Linked DNA regions of Gossypium hirsutum: region 1 is linked to region 2. Evidence: chromatin contacts called from public Hi-C data. All regions are on one chromosome and are shown on one strand. The core of a region is the stretch at or near the end of the contact, and the rest is flanking DNA. Distances in the headings are between cores, read along the strand shown. Region 1 holds the start of LOC107920542 (pentatricopeptide repeat-containing protein MRL1, chloroplastic). Region 2 holds the start of LOC107918313 (auxin-induced protein X15).

Evidence for each region. Hi-C and Micro-C count contacts between places; a contact is called where the count stands out from the background.
Region 1: a Hi-C map of leaf shows a contact between it and region 2, with 2.7 times the contacts expected there. The contact joins the promoter of LOC107920542 here to the promoter of LOC107918313 in region 2. A contact is called at or near these places in 2 of 34 Hi-C or Micro-C datasets (both in leaf).

What each region holds. Positions count from the first base shown.
Region 1 is chrD13:25,080,387-25,084,536 of Gossypium_hirsutum_v2.1, forward strand. LOC107920542 (pentatricopeptide repeat-containing protein MRL1, chloroplastic) reads right to left here and starts at 2,281. Exons shown (of 19, transcript XM_016850295.2): 1 at 1,848-2,281; 2 at 645-1,377; 3 at 249-480; 4 at 1-24. The coding sequence starts at 2,174.
Region 2 is chrD13:24,940,754-24,945,201 of Gossypium_hirsutum_v2.1, forward strand. LOC107918313 (auxin-induced protein X15) reads left to right here and starts at 3,101. Exons shown (of 2, transcript XM_041108921.1): 1 at 3,101-3,426; 2 at 3,749-4,448. It also overlaps the pseudogene LOC107918315.

The DNA of each region.
Region 1 (4,150 bases), core at 1,031-3,530, 140 kb after region 2:
AGCAAATCAACAGAGTCACTGAACCTAATATGGATCAAAGATGATGTCAAGAGGTGCCAATAAACATAAAAGAAGGTTTCAAGAGCTGCCATCATGAAATTAAAATCTCTCGATCTCTAATAGTAAAAATAATGAATTTCGCTTAAGTTCTACTTCATTTTAAAGACAAGCTTTTGATATGATATTAAATTAGTCTTTACCAAAGGGAGCAAATAAGGTTTCTGAACATGAAGACAATGGCAAGTTACCTTCCACATCTTAGTAAATGATTGTAATAACTCAAATACTCTTCGGGATGGTGCTTGTCATTAGCAAGCTCCCCATTTGGGAAGGGAAACTGGGCCAACTTTGTATCCTTCTCCTGAATCAAGTGTTTTTTTCCCTTGTCTCTTGGAGACTCCCTACCCCTTCCCAAGTCTTTTCTTTTGTGAGAAAAGCCCCCTTGGAAATTTGCCTGAGTTACTTTTCCTTCAACCATATCTGGATAAGAAGTGCCCTTTAAACAATGTTAGTAACCAGAGAAGTCAAAAAGCAGGACTAACTGCTGAAATATGGATTAAAATAAAGAAAAGAGAGATGTTAATGCTAACTACAACATACATTAAAATGGGATCATAATGACAGATGTCTTTTTTTGGCATAACCTGCTGTTTGGAGAGAATTCTTCGCTGATAATGCATCTTTGTTTAGTTCACTGTTCAGCTTCAGCTTCAGTGAAGAAAACTTATTGCTATTTGAAGAGAGAAAATGAGAAGACACTGGTTTTAGAGTCAAGTTTGATGAAGATTTTGCCCCCAAGTGATCAGCCTCGTAGAAGGTGTGAAGCTCTTCTCTGCCGGATTCTCTGAATATGTCATAATTTCTAACTTTATCTTCTCCGATAAGGACAACAGCATCTTCTACTAGTACAGAAGAAGCACTAGACTTGGGTTCCACAGCTAGTCTAGGGTAATCAGCTTCAAATTCATTTACTCGTTCTTCCAAATGAAGTCCTGACCTTTGTGTTGCAAAGGTAAATGGCTGTCCTGCTCCTGATTCAAGCAGCACAGTAGGTTGAAGAGGTAGAACAGTAGTTCCAGATTCTTCAAGAACATCAGAATCATTAGCATTAAATGCAAGAAAATCAGCACCATTCGACTCTGATGCCTTAGTCAACATGGAATCACCATTCACCACAGCAGTTTCTTGCAAAAGCACCTCTTTACTTTCAGAAGCATCATTCACTTCCTTCATGTGCTCTGTCAAACCGCCATTTTCTTTTGCAAAAGTATCCCTTTGAAGATCCCCCGTTTCCAAAATCTGATGGTCAGCAGTCTGGATCACCACATCTTTTCCTTGTCGTTGTTGACGTAAGGCAGAACGTGACGAACCAGATACCTGTGCATGGGCATCATAATCGAAAAAGTTAGTCACGTCTAAAAAAACTCAACTAAATCCAAAGGCAACCCAAATTTCAGAATTTAGAGAATCCTAATATAGAAAGGAAAATCATCAGAATTACCATGAAATAAACAGTGCACCCAAGTTAGTTCTGCAACAATTATAATATAAGCATCAAGGCATATTAATTTATGATCAAAAACGTCTTCTGAATGTTTAAACCAACTTTCTCATTTTTAGCTGTGCATTCTCAAAAACTTCTTCTGAATGTTTAAACCAACTTTCTCATTTTTAGCTGCGCATTCACAACTCAAAATTTTCAAGCCTTCTCGGATAGTTCTTTCCATAATAACCATAATCCCAAGTCCCAACACTTGAATAATGAAAACCAGCTACTGAAAGAAGAACACAATTCAGCAGAACTTTAGCTAAACCAGACTTCAATTCAATCAGTTAAGTAAACTCACCTTTTTTGAAGTCTGACTCTTTCTAAAAAATTGATTATAGAAAGCAAGAGATAAAGCAGATAAAGCGGTTACACCGATGACAACGAAAACCAAATTGGAGTCGATAGAAGCTCTGGAAACAAAGCGGGGAGGTTGGAAGCGCAGAAAGGCCAAGTTTTTGCGTTTCTTTCGGAGGGAAGAAGCACCTCCGGGAGGCCAGAGGGAGTGAGTGAAACCAAGGAATTGTCGGCTGATTAGAGGACGGGTAGTGGAAGAGGAGAATGGGTAAGAAGGTAGGAAATTTGGGGTTTGGAATTTTGGAGACAAGAAGATTAAGTTGGAATCCATTGAAAGAAGCTCAAAGAAAAGAAAAGAGAGGATAGGGTGGCAAAAGAGAGAGGAGAGGAGCTTATCGAGTTCAACGAAATGAACGATGTTCTGTTTCAGTAGTTATTAGTGATCCACTACCGGATATTGTTGCTGACGTAGCAAAAAATGCCTCTCCTTTCTTTTCTTCAATTAAAATGTTATTTTGCAAAGGAAAAGAGAAAAACTAAAAAAGGTTAATTTCCAAGGTCAAATTCTGCTACTCACAGTTTTTATTCTTCAATTAGATAAATTTTAGTTATTTTATTTTGATTAATTTTAGTTTCTGTGGTTTTTTGAATTAATTATTTTTAATTTATGTATTTTGAAATTTTGAAATTTTAATACAGACTTAAATGATAGTAATCAAATTTATTTGGTTAAATTTTGTTATCAGTGATATACTATGTTTAAAGTTGGTTCATTTTCTTCAATTAAATCATTCTTAGTCTCTATATTTTTTGAATTTAAAAATTTTAATTTTAATACAAAAGATAACCTTTAATATATTAACTTACTTTCTATAAGCAATGTGTGAAAATAATAAACTGAAAAATAAATGTAACAAAACTTAATAAATTTAATAATTATTGTTGAAGTTTTGAAGCAATAAGAATGAAGTGCATAATATGCCATTATTTGTGATGCACATGTTGAGTTACTTCTATTCTTGTGAGGGAAGAATGTTGGAGACATTTATTATATTTTTGGCTTTGAGAATATGCCTAATTTTTTTACATAGAGTTATTGAGGTTATTACTTGCAAGATTGTTAATATAAATCTGCTTTTGCTGAATTATTATTATTAATTTTTAAAGTTTAAAGGAATTATCAATGTGTTAATCGTTAACGTATCATAATATTTTATTATTATTGATATTAAAATCTTTGTTGTGTTGATAGAGTTTGTCATTCACTATCTACGATGAGTGTTTTCTATTTTTTTCTCTCTGAATCGTATGGTTCATTCATTGAATTGAGAATAATTGACTTGAAATGTATATGAAAGTATGGACTAAATTAAGCTTGCCTGCTCCATATAATGAAATTATTTTAAACTTAATTCAAGTATTTATTGGGTGATATTTGACAAATTTAAGGGGCTAAATTATCAATAAATGCCAAAAATTTTTAAAATTTATCAGATTATGTCTTATTTTGGAAGAATTACAAGAATAGGCTAATTTTACGAAACGCTTTTAGCTGGAAGCTTTTTAGGTGAAATTCAGAAAAACGAGTCCAAGTGGAAATGTTGTCAAGTGATTTGCAAAAAACGCTTTCAACTAGAAGCGCTTTCTACCATATCAGCACTAAAAGTGAAAGCACCAATTTTTTTATTGGACTTTTTTTATAACGATAATATTTGTACAATAGTTTATAGTGTTTTATTTTGTTAGAATTTAATGTTATATAAAATTGCCTTTAATTTTTAAAAATTGAGCGTAGTCTTTTATTAGTTGAAAGAGTAAGCAATTTCACATTGCTTAGGAATAAGCTGTAAATGGATTATAAATTTATATATACCCATATCTCACATCGTTTAAAAAAAGGTAAATGAGACTTGGGGTCTATATAAAGATTTGTTTTGTAAGTTTTATTTTTACATTAATAGGTGGTACTAAAAAATTAAAAAAAAATGATTGTTGCTGCAACTTTTAGTGTTGATGTGAAGCTCAAAAAACGCTTCCAATTGAAAGCCTAAAAACCTTCCAACTAGAAGCTTTTTCATAAAATTGGCATATTCTTGTAATTCTTTAAAAAAATGGCCTAATTTAGTAAAATTTTAAAAAAGTTGGCATTTATTGATAATTTAGTCAATTTAAGGTAGCATTTATAATTTCATATTTTTTTAGCGTGAGACTTCTTCATTGAAAAAAATGTTAAATTTATTTAAATTGCAATTTATATTTATACATTTCAATGAAATTCTTAAATAAAAAAATTAGAAAAATTTTTAT
Region 2 (4,448 bases), core at 1,851-4,350:
GTTCAGATGATCAGAAGTCTAGGCGCTTCCAATGTCATTTGTTACTTTCCAGACCAATGCCATGCCATCATAGCAGAAACTATGGTAGCAAACAAGGTACGCGTATTCTGTTGTGAGGAATCTCGTGGCCTTGAGTCCCAACAAATATTAACATTTTGACAAAGTAGGTACCTTAGTGTATTCTGTTGCAATCTATAATAGGTCACCATTCAATGAAACCGACGATCATGGCCCATTTCAAATACTATTTATCATTCAACCACGGCCAGATGATAATGACTTTACACGTGATCGATAAATTGTCTGGCCTAGCAACAACTTAAAATGGGAAAAAAATGGCCAATAGAGAGCCGGCTAAAGATTGGAAAAGGACTGTTGGGCGCTCAAGATTTTAAACATATGAGAAGCTCTTTGAACTTGGATAGAATATGCTTCGGACTTGATTAAAAAGATTCGAAATTCTAATATCAGTTGGCATTTAATATTGTTCGAGGCATCAACTTGCAGGACAAAGCCTTGTGAAGTACACGTGAAGTACCCCCTGGTAGCTTGTACTAGTAGCTCTCGTGACAACTAGGCCTATCCAGAACCACCAAATTGACGCTTGAAGATCAGTGATCAAATTGATTTGCAGATAAACAAAAGGAAAAAGAGATTGGCAGCCAACTCTGTTTTAAAAGGTCATTTCCACAGACTTTAACTTCGTCAGTTTCCATTGCGGCAGCATTGAGCAATCAACATGGTAAGGGCAAAGTCTCATCATGTGGCCAGCATTGCAACAAGCCTTGCATGGGATGGATCATATTTTACCTGCAATATCTTCAAGGACAGTTCCTCAAAATTGACTCATTATACCAAACAAAACTAACCTACACATTTTCAATAAATCGAAACTTTAAGCAAGAATGGTAAACGAAAAAAGAGGATTCAAATCGAAACCTGAAGAGATTTGTGCCTTCTGCTTTCATGTTTATCCATACTGTATAGTTTAGACAAATGATTTTAGGATAGGATCAATTATGATATGTGATAAAGAAGAGGACCGAGACAATGATTATTGAATATTAAGCCTTATATGATTTTAGCTTTTACAATTCTAAGCAAGGTCGAGATAATATGTCCATGGTGAACATTATAAAGGGTTTCATGAGTGTATCAATGTCTTCTCATTATAATGAGTTATAATTAACTCGTTCAGAGTGCTTATATCATTAGATCAGTGATAACAAAATAGGGAAAAGAAACAAATGTTTCAGGTAAGCTACCTTTAACCCTTTGTTACAGCTTCATCAGACACGAATTTAGAGAAAAGTTGGTGTCGTTTTTCAATCCAATGATTGACAGTACTCCTGAAAAGGAGCAATATGAACTGCACAATTGATTTAACAGGAGCAAAATTTGAGAATAGAATAGCTGTAATTTGTATTAAAATAATTACTAAGAAGAGTATATTACATTTGATCATCTCTTTCTACCAAATGAATAGAAGGATGGACATCAATGGTCAAAAATTGTTTCAGCTGATTAATTAATTATTTTTAGCACTAGGAAACTAAAGCAAGCTTGAAGTGAGATTAACGAATATCTCTTATCTGCAAGGAATTGTGAGACCACCCATTGGATGACTGAATCTGAATTCTTCCTCTGCTATACTTAACAATTTCTGAAACGAAGGCTGATTCAAGAATGAAATTGGAACTATGAACCTCCTCTTTTGGCTCTCCCCAACATACACTGCAAAGTATCCTTTGGGAACATGGGTTGAGGTGAGGCTGCTTGATTTGCAAATAGTTTAGAGTGACGAAGAATCTGCTTAGCATGCATAAGTTTTGTCATATGGATAGCCATTACTGTGAAGAAGATCAGAGAAGACTCTAGAAAATGAATGGTAAGATTTGTTTGTAGAGGAGGATGTGAGAATGCCTTGGCTGTGGTGTGGATAATGCACTTTTTTATATAGATGGAAGAATGTATTTAGGAAACTAATTGTTGGAACATTTTCAAATATTTATAGGGTTCCAATAGCTATAAATGAATGGGTATAATTAATCAAAAGTTATATTATTTGATTTTTTGAAAAAGAATTATAACTATTTAAATAATATTATTTGAATAGTTATAATATTAAATGAATAATTATGTGTTTATTTTAAAAACATTATTATTCAGAAGACACATGAAAATTTCTATAAATAGAAATGAGATTTTATTTGGAAATCACACCAACAAATTCTAATATTTTTTCTTTCCTTCTTTCATTTTCTAATATTATTAGATTATTTTATAAAGTATTATTGCAGAAATTATTTATAAAAATTGAGTTTCTTGTCATACATTGCTCAGTGTGTAATGGGTTATTCTCGTCAGTGCAATACGCAAATAGTCATTGGCTTCATTGTATCCTCGAGCTTAATTTGCTTGGAACTCATTTGCACACCAAAAATAGGTGAGGGCAAATATAACCTTAAAGATAGTGACTTGATACACGCCTTGAAGTCTTGTCCTATTTCTTCTTTTTCTGTTCGAGTTCCGTTCATGTGTTCGAGATTTTCATATTTGTACTAACACTAATGAAGTGCAGATTGAGTGGTTATAATGCATTCTGGTGGGGTTTGGTTAGAAGTCATAAGAAGTTCAAGATCACATGCTTTTGTCTTCCAATAGATCATCAAGAACTAGGTTGATATTGAGACTACATTTGTTAAAATGCATTATTAGCCAGCCATTAATGGACCCAAACTGAAATCAAGGAGATTTGGGATAAGAAAAGTTTCTTTTGTTGATGACATGATTTAGAACTTGGTAGATATATCTGTGGTTTCAGTCCTTTTGAGGTCTTATATGTCTCAAGCATGCCTAACACAGATCACGAAGGTCTGGGTCGGTTTGTCTTACTGGAAGGGCTAGCCAAACTTTTCATTACCATGTTTGCCATGGTATTGTTGATAAATGAGTTGGAAAACAACACCATGTGATTCTCCATTCCCCATTACTGATCAGACTCACTCCAGCAATTGGCCTTTCCTCACTCATTCAACATACTCCACTTGATAGACCAACATTTCCCTCGTAACCGTTACATCTATATATATAGGTAATGATAACATTTATCTTCACATTCTCAATTACTAAACTTCTTCCTTTCTAGAGGCACAAATCCATCAAAAACAAAGAAAACTATGGCTATCCGCCTCCATCAATTGAAGATTTTGTTTCTTTTCTGAATTTCCGACGCTCCCTTGTTCTTGTTCGATCTTTAATTCTACCGTACATGATCTACCTTGGTCTAAAATTACTTCCTGCTACCACTTTTCTTGTGCGTATTATGAGTAGGATTCTAAAAAATCAAATCTGTCCATAATTTACAGAATCTGCAGATTCAGGCCATCCTTTAGCAGGGGACCAAGTCCTTTAATTCAGTGTGAGGTGAGAAAATTAAAGAGACAAGAAAATGTGACTACTAAATCATTTAATTAAACTTTAATTCCGGATTTTAATCCCTGAAAATTGTGTAAACTTGTTTTTTGTTCAAGGAAAGTCAAAGAAAGGAATAAATAAATAGTCAATTACTTGTATCTTGAAGTGATTTACTTTCTTTTTTATACTTTTCAGTCATTCAGCACACACACATATATGTTTCTAAGTTCTCTTATATTTTTATAAGTTGCTGGATTTGATCATTCTAGGAGTAATATCACATGTTTAGGGGCTTAATGTTGCGCTTAAATCATTCACTCCTTTGGATTAGGCCACAGTTCTTATCATCACTCCTCCATGATGTTTCAAGCAGCAGCATCGCATGAACTGATTGGCTTCCTCGTTCTTGTGTCTGGCAATGATGAAAATAAACAGGGTAGAGATTGCAACTCCTTGAGAATTGACAATTATTTAGACTATGAAGTCATTTTATCCTAATGATAGTTGAAGATTTCTTTGTCTAATCCATGGATCTCTTGTGATTCTGGAGGATTAGCAATAATACCATAAATTACAAGGTTGGTTCGTGCTTTAGTTCAATCAATCACTCCTTTAAAAATCGAGGCTCAACTGACCAAGTTCTTTAGGGCTTCCTTGTTGAATGCACCATACAAAGTCACATGGACTGCTAACTTGTTTGTTTATGTGTTCAAGCAAACATGTAGGACCGTACTTATCGACTGATAGTTGCTAGTGGAGATTATCATTTTGATATTTTTCTGGTCTGCACTTCATTGCATTTCATCCATATGATCTGCTAAGTGTTTATTAAGTGAAGTCATCATCATCTGGCCTTGATTCAATGATATTAGTATTTCAAATGGGCCACTTTTGTTGGTTTCATTAAATGGTGAGCTCTAAGGTACCAAACTTGTTGAAATATTATGATTTGTTGGGATGCAAGGCCATGTGATTCCTCCCAATACATGTCTCCAAACCATTCACTCTTCACCACTCAATTAGCCTGAGAC